Regions from separate parts of the Sus scrofa genome. Here region 2 is linked to region 1. A link is a contact called in public Hi-C data. All regions are on one chromosome and are shown on one strand. Each heading gives the region's core, a stretch centred on a gene start, on an enhancer-like site or on the middle of the called end of the contact. The rest is flanking DNA. Distances are from core to core; before and after follow the strand shown. Region 1 holds the start of YARS (tyrosine--tRNA ligase, cytoplasmic). Region 2 holds the start of RBBP4 (histone-binding protein RBBP4).

What was found. Hi-C and Micro-C count contacts between places; a contact is called where the count stands out from the background.
Region 2: a contact with region 1 is called in a Hi-C map of liver, with 4 times the contacts expected there. The contact joins the promoter of RBBP4 here to the promoter of YARS in region 1. A contact is called at or near these places in 2 of 5 promoter capture datasets (fetal liver and liver), 4 of 47 Hi-C or Micro-C datasets (heart right ventricle, liver and skeletal muscle) and 2 of 2 datasets of contacts at active chromatin or transcription factors (alveolar macrophages and skeletal muscle).

What each region holds. Positions count from the first base shown.
Region 1 is chr6:89,113,915-89,121,499 of Sscrofa11.1, forward strand. YARS (tyrosine--tRNA ligase, cytoplasmic) reads right to left here and starts at 4,923. Exons shown (of 14, transcript XM_013999119.2): 1 at 4,557-4,923; 2 at 4,323-4,447; 3 at 861-1,007; 4 at 284-459. The coding sequence starts at 899. It overlaps S100PBP (S100P-binding protein), which reads left to right and starts at 5,089. Exons shown (of 8, transcript XM_021095828.1): 1 at 5,089-5,228.
Region 2 is chr6:88,982,085-88,989,669 of Sscrofa11.1, forward strand. It overlaps RBBP4 (histone-binding protein RBBP4), which reads left to right and starts at 5,008. Exons shown (of 12, transcript XM_013999126.2): 1 at 5,008-5,308; 2 at 5,876-6,023. The coding sequence starts at 5,293. It overlaps ZBTB8OS (protein archease), which reads right to left and starts at 4,915. Exons shown (of 7, transcript XM_005665186.3): 1 at 4,391-4,915. The coding sequence starts at 4,487.

The sequences.
Region 1 (7,585 bases), core at 3,673-6,172:
CACTGCGCCACGACGGGAACTCCTCTTTCACATTTCTTTTATCCTTATTTGTTGAAGCTGGAAGGAGAAAGGGAGGCTGTGGTTCACCACTCTCCCACACTGTGAGGTTTGCAAGGCCAAGGACTTTGTTATGGTTACTTATATTTCCAGCAAACAGTATGGTTCTTAACAGCTAGAGTCCAACAGCTTCTTATCCAAATTTAAAAAGTGCATAGACTTCCCAGATCTGTAATTAGCTAGAAGCGTCAGAGCCAAAAAGGAGGGGGGATGATCAAGTACTTACTTGCTGAGCTGGTAATCAGTGCCTTTGATGAACTTGAGCTTCTCCAAGGGCACCCCAATGCTCTCTAGCATCGCCTTGATCACATTCTCATAGTAGCTGGTTCGGAGTTCTAGAAGTTCCCATGGGGCTTTCATGTTATCCAGGTATGCGTGAAGATCCGCAAATAGAATTGTTACCTGGACATCAGAGATAAGGGGCCACCAAAACGTGAATGTGTCGAAGCACTTCCAAATGAGCGGGAGAGGACTGGTTAAGTCACTCTTCTGGCCATTCCCCAAGGGCAACTGCTTGGATTATAACTTTAGTTCTTTTTTTTTTGTCTTTTTGCCATTTCTTGGGCTGCTCCCGCGGCATATGGAGGTTCCCAGGCTAGGGGTCTAATCAGATCTGTAGCTGCCAGCCTACACCAGAGCCACAGCAACTCGGGATCCGAGCCACGTCTGCGGCCTACACCACAGCTCACGGCAATGCCGGATCGTTAACCCACTGAGCAAGGGCAGGGATCGAACCCGAAACCTCATGGTTCCTAGTCGGATTCATTAACCACGATGGGAACTCCTATAATGTTAGTTCTTACCTCACATCCTGCTTTTAGGAAGTCCGCGATTTTGGACATAGGCACGAAGTAAGCCACATGGGGCTTGCCTGTGGTTGCCGTCCCCCAGTAAACTTTAAGTTCCCGCTCCTTTAGGATCTCCTTCAGCTTTTCTTCCCCAAGAACCTCCTGTTGGCAGAAGCAGAGGAGCTGGTTTAATGCTGGTGCCCCACCCTGCTCATCCTTTACTCTGTGACAAGAAAAACAAAGGTGTGTGTCTCGGAGGGTCCAGGCTCTGAGCCAGCAGGGAGGTCCAGCCAGGTTCTCCGTGTTGGGAGACAGCCAACCTCAGCCAGTGCTGTTGCTAGTACCACTCCAGTGGAATGACACTGACGTTACGGGAATACAGCATGTCCCTGACTGGACCTTCCCCAACTCACATTCTTTCCTTTCACAGCCAATTTCTTTTATTTATTTATTTATTTATTTATTTATTTATTTTTAGGGCTGCACCCATGGCATATGGAGTTTCCCAGACAAGGAGTCCAATCAGCTACTGCTGTCAGCCTACACCACAGCCGCAGGAACGCTGGATCCGAGTCACGTCTGCAACCTACTCCACAGCTCACGGGAACGCTGGATCCTTAACTCACTGAAAGAGGCCTGGGATCAAACCCGCCACCTCACAGTTCCTAGTTGGTTTCGTTTCCGCTATGCCACAATAGGAACTCCCACAGCCAAGTTCTTGAAAGGTGTCTCTTCTGTTCTCCATTCCTCAACTCCCATTCTAGTTTGAATTCCATACAGCAGCACACCATTGGAAATATTCTTGCTAAGATCACAGATAGCCTCCCGGTTGCTAAATTCAGTGAATATTTTTTTTTTCTTTTTCCACCACACCTGTGGCATATGGAAGTTCCCAGGCCAGAGATTGAATCAGAGCCGCATCTTTGACCTCTGCCACAGCTGCGGCAATGCTGGATCCTTAACCCGCTACACCAGGCTGGGGACTGAACTGGCAACGCCACAGAGACAAGCCAGATCATTAACCCACCACACCACAGCAGGAACTCCAGGGACTACTTTTTAGTGCTCACTCCCCCCAAAACAATCTCCTCTTTTGGCTCCTCTATTTTACTCTCTTAGTTTTCCTATTTCTCTGACTGCTGGGGCTCAGATTTCTTTGCAACTATTCTTCCTAGTCACGAGACACGAGCAATCCTTAGGGCCCTCTCTCTTTTCTTCCTACTCTCTTCTCCCTGACCTTCTTCAGTTGCTTCAATCACTCCTTATGAACTAGTTAACTACCAAATCTCCTGCTCACACCTATACAGAACATACTCTTGTTATCAAAACAATTAACTCAACTCAAGTGCATCCTATTTGAAATTGGACTCATGCTTTCACCTTCCTGCCTCACTCCCTAACCATGTTCTTCACCTATAGTTTCACCCCTAGTGCAGTAAATGGGGTAACACCATTCACTGAACTGCATAAGTTACTCTCAAATAGCTCTGAAGTCCTCCTACTTCTCTCTGCCTCTATGCCACCAACCTAGACTTGGTCACCATCACATCACATCAAGACCAGTGTAACAGCCTCTTAACAGGTCTCTCATATCTACTTTGGTTCTCTCCAATCCATATCCCTAAAGGAAGCTGGAGAGGTCTTTAAAATGGCAAATCTGGTGAACTCATTTACCTATTTGAAAGCTTTAATAATTTCCTTTTGCCCCAAGACAATATTGGAAAAATCCTAAAGCTGTATGCTACTGATAAGAGAGATTTTAGTGTTTCCTAAAGTAGTGGTTTGAATCATCTTATCAGCAGGGCTTGTTAAAATTCAATTTGGGTTCCAAGCCAGCTGGAGGCTGATCCTGCATCCTCTGAGCCCCTGGCTATTTGGACACTTGGAAAATTTTCACTACTCAAGGAAAGGTTGTTATCACTTACCCTTTAAAACCTAAGTCATCACCATTAGCTTTGTGTGTCATTTGTCCCCAACCTCTATTTTATGGAGAGAGGCTAAGAAAGGATATGGCTAAGGGGAAACATGCAAAACATCCCTCTGGTTAAGATCAAGTTATGAGTGAAAAGAACCCAAATGTCTATCAATGGACAAATGAAGAAACAAAATGTGGTATATCCATACAATGGAATATTATTCAGCCATAAAAGGAATAGAGTTCTGATAAATGCGAAAACATGGATCAAACTTGAAAACATTATTCTAACGCAAAAAACCAGATGCAAAAGCCCATATACTATGATTCCATTTCTATGAAAGGTCCAGAATAGGCAAATTAGAGACAGAAAGATTAGTGTTTCCCTAGGGTTGGGGCAGGGGAGGAATGAGCAGTGATTGCTAATGGGTACAGGTTACTTTTGATGATGAAAATGTTCTGGAATGAAATAATGGTGATAATTGCACAACCCTGTGACATCAAATTTCACAGAGCTGCACACTGTAAAAAGGGGTGGATTTTATGGCATGTGAATTCCATCTATTAAAAAGAAAGAAAAACAAGCTGTGGCCAACCAATGTATCACTGCTCTTAGAATACACCCCGATTTTATTTTATTTTTTTCTTTTGCTGCACCTGAGGCATGTGGAAGTTCCCATGCCAGGGATCGAACCTGCACAACAGCAGCAGCCTGAGAAGCTGCAGTGACAAAGCAGATCCTTAAACCACTGTGCCACAAGGGAACTCCAATGCCCCAATTTTATTTTATGTCTTTTTAGGGCTGCAGCCACGGCATATGGAGGTTCCCAGGTTAGAGGTCCAATCGGAGCTGTACCTGCCGGCCTACGCCACAGCTCATGGCAATGCCAGATCCTTAACCCACTGAGCTAGGCCAGGGATCGAACCTGCGTCCTCATGGCTGATAGTCGGGTTCGTTAACCACTGAGCCACCATGAGAACTCTCAATACCTCAATTTTAAACACAGCCTTCAAAGCCCTCATAACCTGGTCCCTGCCTACTCCTCCTAAACAAACAAGTCTAAACAAACAAGTAAAATATATAGTTATGTCAGGCGGTGATAAATTCTAAAGGGGAAATAACAACAGAAAAAGGTAGAGCAAGAGATGAAGCAGTTCTGGTGGCAGGGGGGTTGTTATTTACATAAAGCAGTCTGGAAAGGCCTTCTGGACAATGTGACAATAGAAGCCTGAAAAAGTCAAGGGAATGAGCAATGTAAATATTTACTAAGTGCTTGATCCGCATTTTGCTCCCTTTACTCCAGCCAAGTTAGCCTTCTTTCTGAACCAGTGTTCTCTCTCCCCTCTGCTTCCCGACCTGGGTTCCTTCCACCTGACAAGTTCTTCCCCTCATTATTCTGGTTAACATCTACTCCTGAAGGAAACAGCCGGAACAAATGTGGAGTGAAGAGGTGATCTGCATCGTTTAGAGCGCAGTTTAGAGATCACTTCCTCAGCCTTCCCTGACACTCCCCAGCCCTCCCTCATAATTTCTTTTCAAGAAAGATCTCTGCATAAAGTACCTTCCACTGCTTGTTTCAACCGCAATTAAATGTCTGGATTATGGGTCATTTTCAACATCTGGTTTCCTCCGGATATGCTCTGGGAGGGCAGGGCCCTGATGTATCCACAGCTCCTAGCACCGCGCCTGGCACATAATAAAGTGGGTTGGGTGGGAGCCCTGGATTCAAAGCCTGGCTCAACACAAGTAACTGCACGCATGAGGTGAGCTCAACCGTGATTTCTGTGGTACCTACGTAACGGCTGCTAGACTGACTGACTGACGGAAGGGCAGTGAAGACTGCAGCTTCTCTCAAGGCTGCGGAGTGCTCGGCCCCACAGCCTTAGAACCCTGAAGCCCTGCTCAAGATCACAGGACTTCCGGCCCCCTGTCCGCATCCGCGCACTTCCAACCCCGAGGCTCGACCTGTAGGTTCCGGGTGATAAGGTGCAGCTTCTCTTCAGGGCTCAGAGCGTCTCCCATGGTTTTGTCGATCCCGTCTCCGGCGTTCCGCCCGACACCCGTGCGCCTTCGGTGGCTACCGCCACCGCGTGCAGGGAACTGTCACGCGGGTCCAGTTAGGTTGCATCAGCTGAGCTCGTCGCTCGGCTTGCTCGGTCTGGACCCTTCTCCTGCTAGTGGCCAGGAGAGAGTCAGGAGCAGTGGAAAGTCGAACGAGTCGATGAGACGAAAAGGGGTGGAGCAAATAGGCGGGGTAGGCAGTGCAGGGGCGGGGTTGCGACGCCTGCGCCGGGCCCAACCCTCTGGTAGGCGGGGCGGTTTCCTGCCAATCACTAACCGTTTGCCCTCCCCCTGGCGTTGGACCGGCTGCCTCGGGGTGGGGGAGGTCGGGGAGGGGGCGATAAAATGGCGCAGGGGGCGGAGTGAGGCGCAGTCGTTCGTCTAGGTTTCGGCCCGGCTTCCGGAGGTGAACAGCCGGAGGGAGGAGGGGGTCGGCGTTCCTTGGCTGGGCGGGGGATGGGGGCGCCTGTTGCTTCTCCAGAGGGCCGCGCACACCGTCCGCCCCTCTGAGGGGTTGAGAGGCCCTTGCCCAGCTGGGAAAGGGCTTATTATCATTTCTGAGGTGATGGCGGCGGGAGGGGGATAGTGTCTCTGCCTCCCCACCTCCTTGTCGGTGGGCGATAGATGCCCCTCACTCTGCCGAGGCAAAGGGAGGCTGTCTGGTTACCCGAGAGCGCGGAGCGAGGTCCGTTCTCTCTACCCAGTGGGGGTGGGGTGGTGGAGGTGAGGGGGGAGGGTTGCCTCTGCCCCCTACACTGCGGCGCGGGTTGGGGGGGGGTGACTATTTTTCCGGCCGCGCCTTGCGGGCTGGGGAGGGGAAGGCAGACCCGCCCCAGGGGAGAGCCAGCCCCGGGTCCAGCGGACGTCAGGGTGGGCAGCCGTCTGCAGGGTGAGGGTGCATCGTTACCAGCTGGGGGGGCCGCTTTTGCCCCTGCTGGGGGAGGGGTGGGGTGCCAGCCCAGCGCTTCTCCCGCCTTCCGCGGGGAGGCGGGAATTCTTGGTCTTTAGGGAGGAGGGAAGTGCGAAGGCCCTGCCCCGAGGGCGATGCCTATAGCACTTACAAGGGAGAGCTGGGGGAGGTAGAACCGCATCCTACGAAGGGTGGACTGCGGCCCCCTTCCTCCAAGCTCTCGAGCACTGGAGGCGCCACCAGTTCCTTCCTGGGCGGGATGGCAGGCATTTGGCACCTCAGGGTGGGCCCTGGAGAGGAAGTGATTCAATTGCCCACCTGCTACCCCAACCTGATCTCCAGTTTCCTGTGGATTTGTTAGAGGCTTCAAGCTTTAACAAACCTGTCTTAAATCATTTCAAAAACATTTTCTTGTTAAAAAGAAACCTGTTGCTGCAGCTGAGTGGTATTTGGTCTCTAAGCCCACGTGGGAGGAAAGTTCTGGCATCTTTATCTAAGTGAAGCCTTACCTAAAACAGATTTCCAGCCCTGGGTTGCTTTTCTGTCCTGCATTGTTTACAGTTATCTCAAAGGTAGTTGCAAAATTCTGACAGATAATTTCAGTTTACTTTGATTCAGTTTAAATGTTAATGCCCGTTTTATATAGTGATAAGCCTAGTGAGTGCCATTAGTGCTGTCTGTCTCACATGTATTGCATTTAGGAAAAGTTGGAAATCATAGGTCCAGCCTTTGATTGAGGAAGTTTGGTCTCTTGGAAACAGTCCTTGCCCTTGGCCATACCTGTCAGATACAAGTTGGTAATGGTCTTGGTTTTAGAGCCTTGAAAGAGGGTATGGGGTTGCATCTGTTGTTGCAGTTTCAGTGACCTGAGTAAAATGAGGCTTTGTGCTTTCAGGCAGTAAGTTTTCTTGGGTACAATAAAAATAGAAAGGGAACCAGTTTCTGAGGTTGCAACCAGGAGGTTAGAGAACAGAGCGAGGGGGTGGTAAACTGAAGTGAAGAAGTGGGTGGACAGGTGAGAGAGACTTGGAAGGACAGAATAGGGTCAAAGGAGGATGGGGAGCAGAGGAATTAAGAGACTTGAGAGATGGGAAAAATATTTTTCCCTTAAAAATCAGGAGATCTCATATTTTAGATCACTGCAAAGCAAATGCCAAGGAAGTCAGATGATGGTAGAATGGCAGATAGAGAAGTGCTCATGTTGTCTTGTGGAACTTCACTTTGGAACTTCAGTTTTATCTGAGATTTTATTTTCCTCCCTTCAAATTTACTAAATTCAGCTTTCATAAACATCCCCTCATTTGATCCTCGTGATAGATAATCTGTGTTTGATGTTAACAGCCCCTATTTCACAGATGGGTATTCTCATCCATATTGAAGTTCAGAGACCTCAAGTGAATGACAGAGGTCTCTAAGTTTTAGTCCACTGCCTCTATGTAAGATACTTAAGTGGCCATTAATTTGCAGAATTTGCCTGATATTTCAGATGTCTCTACAGCCTCATTTTTAATCAATTTATTGTGACAATGTGGTTGGTAGTATGCTGGGTTAAATTAGAAGGGATTAGAGCATATTGGATAATTTCTTAACAAGCCAGGACCAGGGGAAGTTTCCCATCAGCTTAATGCTCTTTTCCTACCATTCCTAAGCTTCTTTTAAGGCTGACTCTTAAGGGAAGCGATGATGGTGGGGTGAAATAATAACTATAGCCACTACTTATTTAGCTTTTAACATTGTACCTCTACTATGCTAAGTGCTTTATGTGCATGAACTCATTTAATTCTTGTGACAACTTTAATGCGGTAGGTACTATGATGATCCCTATTTTACAAGGGAGGACAGTTGAAACTTCA
Region 2 (7,585 bases), core at 3,758-6,257, 130 kb before region 1:
ACTTATTCGAAACTCTAAAACAGACAAAAGCAAGTTATGGTGATAGAAGTCAGAGCAGTACTTGCCTCAAGGCAAAGGGGCACGGGACTGAATGGAAAGGAGAACTTTCTAGGACATGGAAATGTTCTAGAGCATGGCTGGAGTGTTGGTTACACAGATGTATCTGTTTATCAAAACTCACTGGACTTTACACTTAAGATGTGAGTGCTTTTACTATATGTAAATTATCCCTCTCTTTTTTTTTTTTTTTTTTTTTTTTTTTTTACTTTTTAGGGCTGCACCCAAGGCACACGGAGGTTCCCAGGCTAGGGGTCGAATCAAAGCTACAGCTGCCAGCCTACGCCAGAGCCACAGCACCAGATCTGAGCCACATCTGCGACCTGCACAGCAGTGCTGAATCCTTAACCCACTGAGTGAGGCCAGAGATCAAACCCGCAATCTCATGGTTCCACGATGGGAACTCCTATACCTCAATTTTTAAAAAGACAATTTAAAAAGACAATGACAGACTGCTACAGAGCAGTGGTTCTCAAATTTTTTGTCTCAGGAAGCCTTTACTCTCTTAAAAATTATCGAGGACACCAAAGAGCTTTTGTTTATATGGGTTCTATCTGGCAATTTTAACCATACTAGAAATTTTTTTTTTTTTTTTTGTCTTTTTGCCTTTTCTAGGGCAGCTCCTGCAGCATATGGAGGTCCCCAGGCTAGGGGTCTAATCGGAGCTGTAGCCACCAGAGCCACAGCAATGCGGGATCCAAGCTGCGTCTGCAACCTACACCACAGCTCACGGCAACACTGGATCCCCAACCCACTGAGCGAGGCCAGGGATTGAACCCGCAACCCCATGGTTCCTAGTCAGATTCGTTAACCACTGAGCCCGAAGGGAACTCCCATACTAGAAATTTTAGCTGAAAAAAAAAAAAATTTAGGAGTTCCCGTCGTGGCGCAGTGGTTAACGAATCCGACTAGGAATCATGAGGTTGCGGGTTCGGTCCCTGCCCTTGCTCAGTGGGTTAACGATCCGGCGTTGCCGTGAGCTGTGGTGTAGGTTGCAGACGCGGCTGGGATCCCGCGTTGCTGTGGCTCTGGCGTAGGCCGGTGGCTACAGCTCCAATTCAACCCCTAGCCTGGGAACCTCCATATGCCGCGGGAGCGGCCCAAGAAATAGCAACAACAACAAAAGACAAAAAGACAAAAAAAAAAAAAAAAAAAAAAATTTAACTACTTATTCATTCATTGAAAAGTAAGCTCATTGGCGTTCCCGTCGTGGCTCAGTGGTTAACAAATCCGACTAGGAACCATGAGATTGTGGGTTCAATCCCTGGCCTTGATCAGTGGGTTGAGGATCTGGCGTTGCCATGAGCGATGATGTAGTTTGCAGAAGTGGCTCGATCCCACGTTGCTGTGGCTCTGGCATAGGCTGGTGGCTACAGCTCCAATTAGACCCCTAGCCTGGGAACTTCCATATTCCACTGGTGTGGTCTTAGAAAAGACAAAAAAAAAAAAATTAAAAATAAAATAAAAATAAGCTCATAGTATAACATAAATTACATATTTTAATTTAAAAAAAAACCCTGTATTTTTCAAAAAGTTTAGTGAGAAGAGTGGCACTGTTCAGCATCTCTGCAAAAAGAAAAAATTTTTTTAAGGGCCAGAGGTGCAGTATATGGAAGTTCCCAGGCTAGGGGTCAAATCAGAGCTACAGCTGCCAGCCTACACCACAGCCACAGAAACCCAAGATCCAAGCCTCATCTGCAACCTACAACAAGCTCAAGGCATTGTTGGATCCTTAACCCACTGATCGAGGCCAAGGATTGAACCCATATCCTCAGGGATACTAGTCAGATTTGTTTCCACTAAGCCACAATGGGAACTCCTGCGAATATTTATAATGTCTGACTTTTCAATGTGTTGCAATATGACAGTTTAGTTAAAGTACATAAATAAAACCCAATGTGACAGATATATATGCAGGAGGTAGAAGGAAAAGAGTATTTTAGCAGCTTAATAAAAAATGTACAGGAGCAGTACAGCTGAAGTGGAGAGAGAAACAAAAACTGTATAGTCTTCCTTGCTACTACCCCAAAACTAGAAACATGGTAGTTTTTTAAAGGTTATTTGCAATGTGGAATTTGAAGCTCTAACAGTGAACTTTTCATACTCTGTAACATTAAAATCCACTGTGCTATCTTGTGCTCCGAACAGATTTTATGTATGCCTGACTGTGTTACATTAGGAAAAAAATTAGTTCATTGAATTATACAGATAGGAATATTATACTAGAAGGAAACATGGGAGAATTAGTTTACAACCTCAGAGTAGGCAAGGCCTAAGTATGACATCACAGAAGCTATAAAAATGGGTAATAGGAGTTTCTTTGTGGCACAGTGGGTTAAGGATCCAGCAGTTATCTCTGCCGTGGTTCAGGCTGCAGCTATGGCACCAGTTTGATCCCTGGCCCTGGAATTTCCTCTGCCACACGTGAAACCAAAAAAAATTTAAAAAGTACATTTCTACATAGTAAAAAAGACCAACAACCCAGTAGAAGAATGGATTAAAAAATATGAATATAGGAGTACCTGTTGTGGTGCAATGGAAACGAATCCGACTAGGAACCATGAGGTTTCGGGTTCAATCCCTAGCCTCACTCAGTGGGTTAAGGATCCAGCATTGCCATGAGCTGTGGTGTAGGTTGTAGACATGGCTCAGATCCTGCATTGCTGTGGTTGTGGTGTACGCTGGCAGCTGTAGCTTGGACTCAACCCCTAGCCTGGGAACCTCCATATGTTGCGAGTGCAGCCCTAATAAAAAAAGCAAAAAAAAGGAAAAAAAAAAGAATATACATATCAGAAAAGGAAACACAAATAGCTCCAAACATACGAAAATATGTTCCACCTCACTCATAGTGAGAAAAATGCAATTAGTGTAACAAGACACTCAACAAACTGGAAAAGACCAAAAAGTATGGTAACAGTAAACTGGCAAAAGTATGAGAAAAGATGCTGGGGAGAGTATAAACAGGCACAACTTCAATGGAGAGCTATTTGGCAATAACTGCTGAAGTTAAAAATGCAGGAGCTCCCTTGTGGCTCAGCAGATTAAGGATCCTGCATTGTCACTGCAGCAGCTTGGGCTGCTGCTGTAGCTCAGGTTCAGTCCCTGATTCAGGGACTTCCACAGGCTGGAGGGGAGGGCAAAAAAAAAAAAAAAAGCAGTTGCCTTTTGACAAAACAATGTAACTTTTGGAAATTTATTCCACAGATATACTTGCACAGGTGCCAAGCAATGGATGTACAAGTATACTCACTGCTGCATTGTTTCCAATTGTAAAAGAATAAAAACATAAATGTCCATCAATTAGAAAGTGGTTAACTAAACTAAATGTCCATCTCTACATGTACATATAAGAAAATGTTAAGAATGGCTGATCTGGAGACAAAGACTAGGTGGCTAGAAATCTGGGCTGGAAGTTCCCAGGCCAGAGATTGACTCTGCAACCTCATGGTTCCTAGTCGGATTGGTTTCCACACTGCACTGGGCTGGGGATCCAACCTGCACGTCCAGAGCAACCTGAGTCACTTCAGTCAGATTCTTAACCCACTGTACCACAGTGGGAACTCCCTGTACTTTTTGAATTTGGCATCATGTATAGAACTTATTAAAAGTAATTTTTAAAAATTGCTAAGTGAGAGAAAAATGAGCGTAGGGAGACATACAGGGTCCAGAAAGAACTAAGCCTAGTAAGCTATGGTAAATAGTTGGATTCTATACTGAAGACAAGGGGAATTTAATGAAATATTTTAAGCAGGGATATTAGAGTCAGATTAGTCCTTCCCAGACCACAGCCACCTTTAGGGATGATAGCTTAAGGTTTATATAGAACTTCAGAGTCTGCACTACACTTTCACATTTATTTTTATCTCAATTATCCCTCACATGAAGGAACTGAATGCAAAGAAAGGTTATGTGATTTGCCTAAAGTCACTTAACTAAATATGGCAAAACCAGGTCTTTTTACTAACACGATACAGGTAAAACACCAAGTTAGAAGTTCCCTACTGAGAGCTTTCAGTCCCCTAACCTAGCCACACTCTTAGGAGACGACAACTCCGCAAACGCTTGAAAACACGGTTGTGTTTAGAATTAATACACCAATAAAATTCCCACAAAGTAAGCGTGAATAGGCACACGTAGAAAAAGTTCAAAAGACTAAATGTGGAAGCCCAGATTTCCGATTCAGACCGGGTGGCTTTTCCCTTCAGCATCCGCGGGACAAGCACAGAAGAGACAAACAGGGCTAAAAGGGAACGTGCCGGAAGTACCGTAGGGGACAAAGTGGAAGGCGAGGCCAGAAGCCCCAGGTAATGAGAGAAGTGAGACACCTACTCACACTCGTACTTCCGATTGACTGGAGGATACTTGGCCTTGATCGCCTTCTGCTCCTCAGTCAAATTGTAATCTCTAAAATCTTCCCCTTCCAGCGCCATGATTGTGCTTTTGGACCCAAACTCAGCTTCCGCCCTTCTTCAGCTGGACTTCGGCCCTGACTTATAACTTCCGCTCTAGACTCCGCCCCTTGGCACACCCTTAAAGGACCAGGGCTCCATTCCCTGGGAGGTACTTAATCCTTCTAGACTTCCGTTCTGTGTCCCAGGGTTTGGAGCACATCATTAAAAGTCGAAGGACCCACTTTCTGCTCTTGCTTAATAGTTCTTCCTACGACTAAGGAAACAAATAATTTGGAGGACGTGGAATAAGGGACACGAATTAGACACCTTTCGATCTGAATGATAGAGGCCTTTTCTTGCCGCCTAGCCCCACAATAGATAACTAGACCCGGAAGCATCCTACATTTTCCCATCTAAAGTACTACTTTGAAGGGGTCGCTAGCTTAACACCCTTCACGAAAATGGCTGCCCCCAAAAGCGTGCGGACTAAACCTCTCACGTGACCCCGGGCGGGTGCACTTCTACTACTCCCGCGCGCGCGAGCGCGCGCGCGTGATCGGAGGAAGTCGGCTTGGGGCCGTGTGGGGGCAGGGGCAGAGCGCGCGCCTGGGCCTGGAGGCAAGCTGCTCCGCGCGTCTGGATAGGCTGCGATCGCGGCTTCCCCGCCCACACCGACGTTCGGCGCACTCCGATTGGCCGATGTTGGCGCGAAGGTGCGCGAGTCGGCCCTCACGCAGGGGCAGCAGGAAACAATAGAGGCCGCGCGCGCAGAAGGAGCGCTCGCAGCCTCCCCGCCCCTCTCGCAACGCTCTGCCCCAGGATCCCCCCGGCTTGCCTGTACGCCATGGCGGACAAGGAAGGTGAGGGTGCCGGGGCCGCCCCAGGAGGGCGGGAGGAGTCAGGCTTGCGCCGCGGCCTCAACGCGGCCTAACGGTGGGGGCAGGCCAGACTCTGCCTAGGGCCGTCCCCGCCATCGCAGGCGTGAGGAAAAATCGCCCCGCGGGGCGGGCTCATGGCGCGCCAGCCCCTCTGGAGCGGAGGCCCGGCGCAGCGGTGTGAGGCTGGCCGTGGTGGCCTCGGGGGGGGTGTTTGGTCCCTCCCGCGCTCCCCGTCGGTCTACCTGCCTCTCTCCGGGTCCTCCCGGCCGCTCTCCCTACCCGCAGGGGTCGGTGCTCGGTCTCACCGTCGGTTCTGTGCGCTCGACGGCGGGCGCCGTCGCCCGAAGGGCTAACGGAGTGTCTGGTCGGGATTACCCGAGCAGTTCCCGCCCGGCGAAGCTGGAGAGCGGTGGTGGTGCCTGCGCCTCCGGGAGATCTAGACTAATCTCCATTTCAGAATCAGGATTCAGGAGCCGTGACGGTAGCTTTGGAAGTGTTTACTCGGTTTCCGTTTGTGGTCGCTAACTTAATTTGTTCTTAATTTTTTAGCAGCCTTTGATGACGCAGTAGAAGAACGTGTGATCAACGAAGAGTACAAAATATGGAAAAAGAACACCCCTTTTCTTTACGATTTGGTGATGACCCATGCTCTGGAGTGGCCCAGCCTAACTGCACAGTGGCTTCCAGATGTAACCAGGTGATAGGAATCTCTCGAATGCTGTTTTGTTGTGTCCTCAGTGTAGATTTCTCACATTGATTTTCCCTGTTTTCCTCTCTCCAGTCACCCGTAGAGGACACGTGATCAAAGCCTATTGGTGACATTTTTTTCCTAGGCCAGAAAGTAAGGCAAAATGTAAAATTATTTTGCAGTTTAGCATATAAGAGAGAACATACTGATGTTTTCTTTTTATTTACTTGTTTTTATTGAGGTACTGATTTACAATGTTGTGTAAATTTCTGCTGTACGGCAAAGTGATTCAGTTATGTTTTTAAAGTACAGCTGATTTTCCATGCTTCTTCGGTTTCTGTTGTATAGCAAAGTGACCCAATCACAGTTTCCTGTGTACACTTTTTTTTGGATATATATTCTTTTCCATTATGGTTTTCCTAGGACACTGAATATAATTTTCTTTGTTATACAGTAGGATCTTGTTTATTACCACTTTCGTGTAGACTAGCTTATTACATCTGCTAACCCCCACCTCCTGCTCCCTCTCCCAACCCCCTTGGCAACCACAAATTTATTTCCTATATCTGAGTCTGTTTCTGTTTTGTAGATAGGTTTGTCATATTTTAGACTCTCCAATATAAATGATATTTGTCTTTCTCTTTCTGATTTCACTTAGTATGATCATCTAATTGCATCCAGGTTGCTGCAAATGGCATTATTTCTTCCTTTTTACGGCTGAGTAGTATTCCATTGTATATATGTACCACATCTTTATTCATCTGTCAGATTGTTCCCATGTCTTGGCTATTGTGAATAATGCTGCTGTGAACATAGCGGTACATGTATCATTTTGAATTATAGTTTTGTCTGGATATATACTGGGGAGTAGGATTGCTGGGTCATATGGTAACTCTATCCTTAGTTTTCTGAGGCATTTACATACTGTTTTCCATAATAGCTGCACCAGTTTGCTTTCCCACCAGCAGTGTGGGAGATGTTTCCTTTTCCTAACACTGAATTGAATAGTGGGATTATAGCTGTAGTTGACCAAATGGTAATGTAAAACTTGTCAGCTTTCAGAAACTATCAGGATGAGTTCAGTTTTTAACATCAAAATGTTTGAATCTCGGCAGTCAGTGGTATTTTCTAGTTAGTTAATGCAAAGGTAAATGTGACATGGTACCTGCTTTCAAGTCTAGTGAATAGGCAGGTATAATTATGAAAGTGGCAAAGATAAAATGATCAGAGAAAGGAAAATTATCTCAACTTGGAATATCAGGAAAGGCTTTCAGTGGGAAGTGACAGTGTGAAAAGGAAGGTGACTTTAAGTAGTATAAAGCTTTAACAAACTGAGCGTGCCTGGGGGAATAATGGATTTTTTATTACAAAACTGTTGGTGTTCAGAGTAACAGCTGAAAGTTATATGTATGCTAAATAACTAGGTTCCTTCAGAACTCAGGTCTTTTGAGTCAAGATATTTGTAAAATGTGGTTGTTGGCCTATGTTTCAGCTCAACAAGTAATAGAAATTTTATAGAAATTTCATTGCCAACTTAATGAGCATGCTACTTTCGTAGTAGCTTTTTAAAA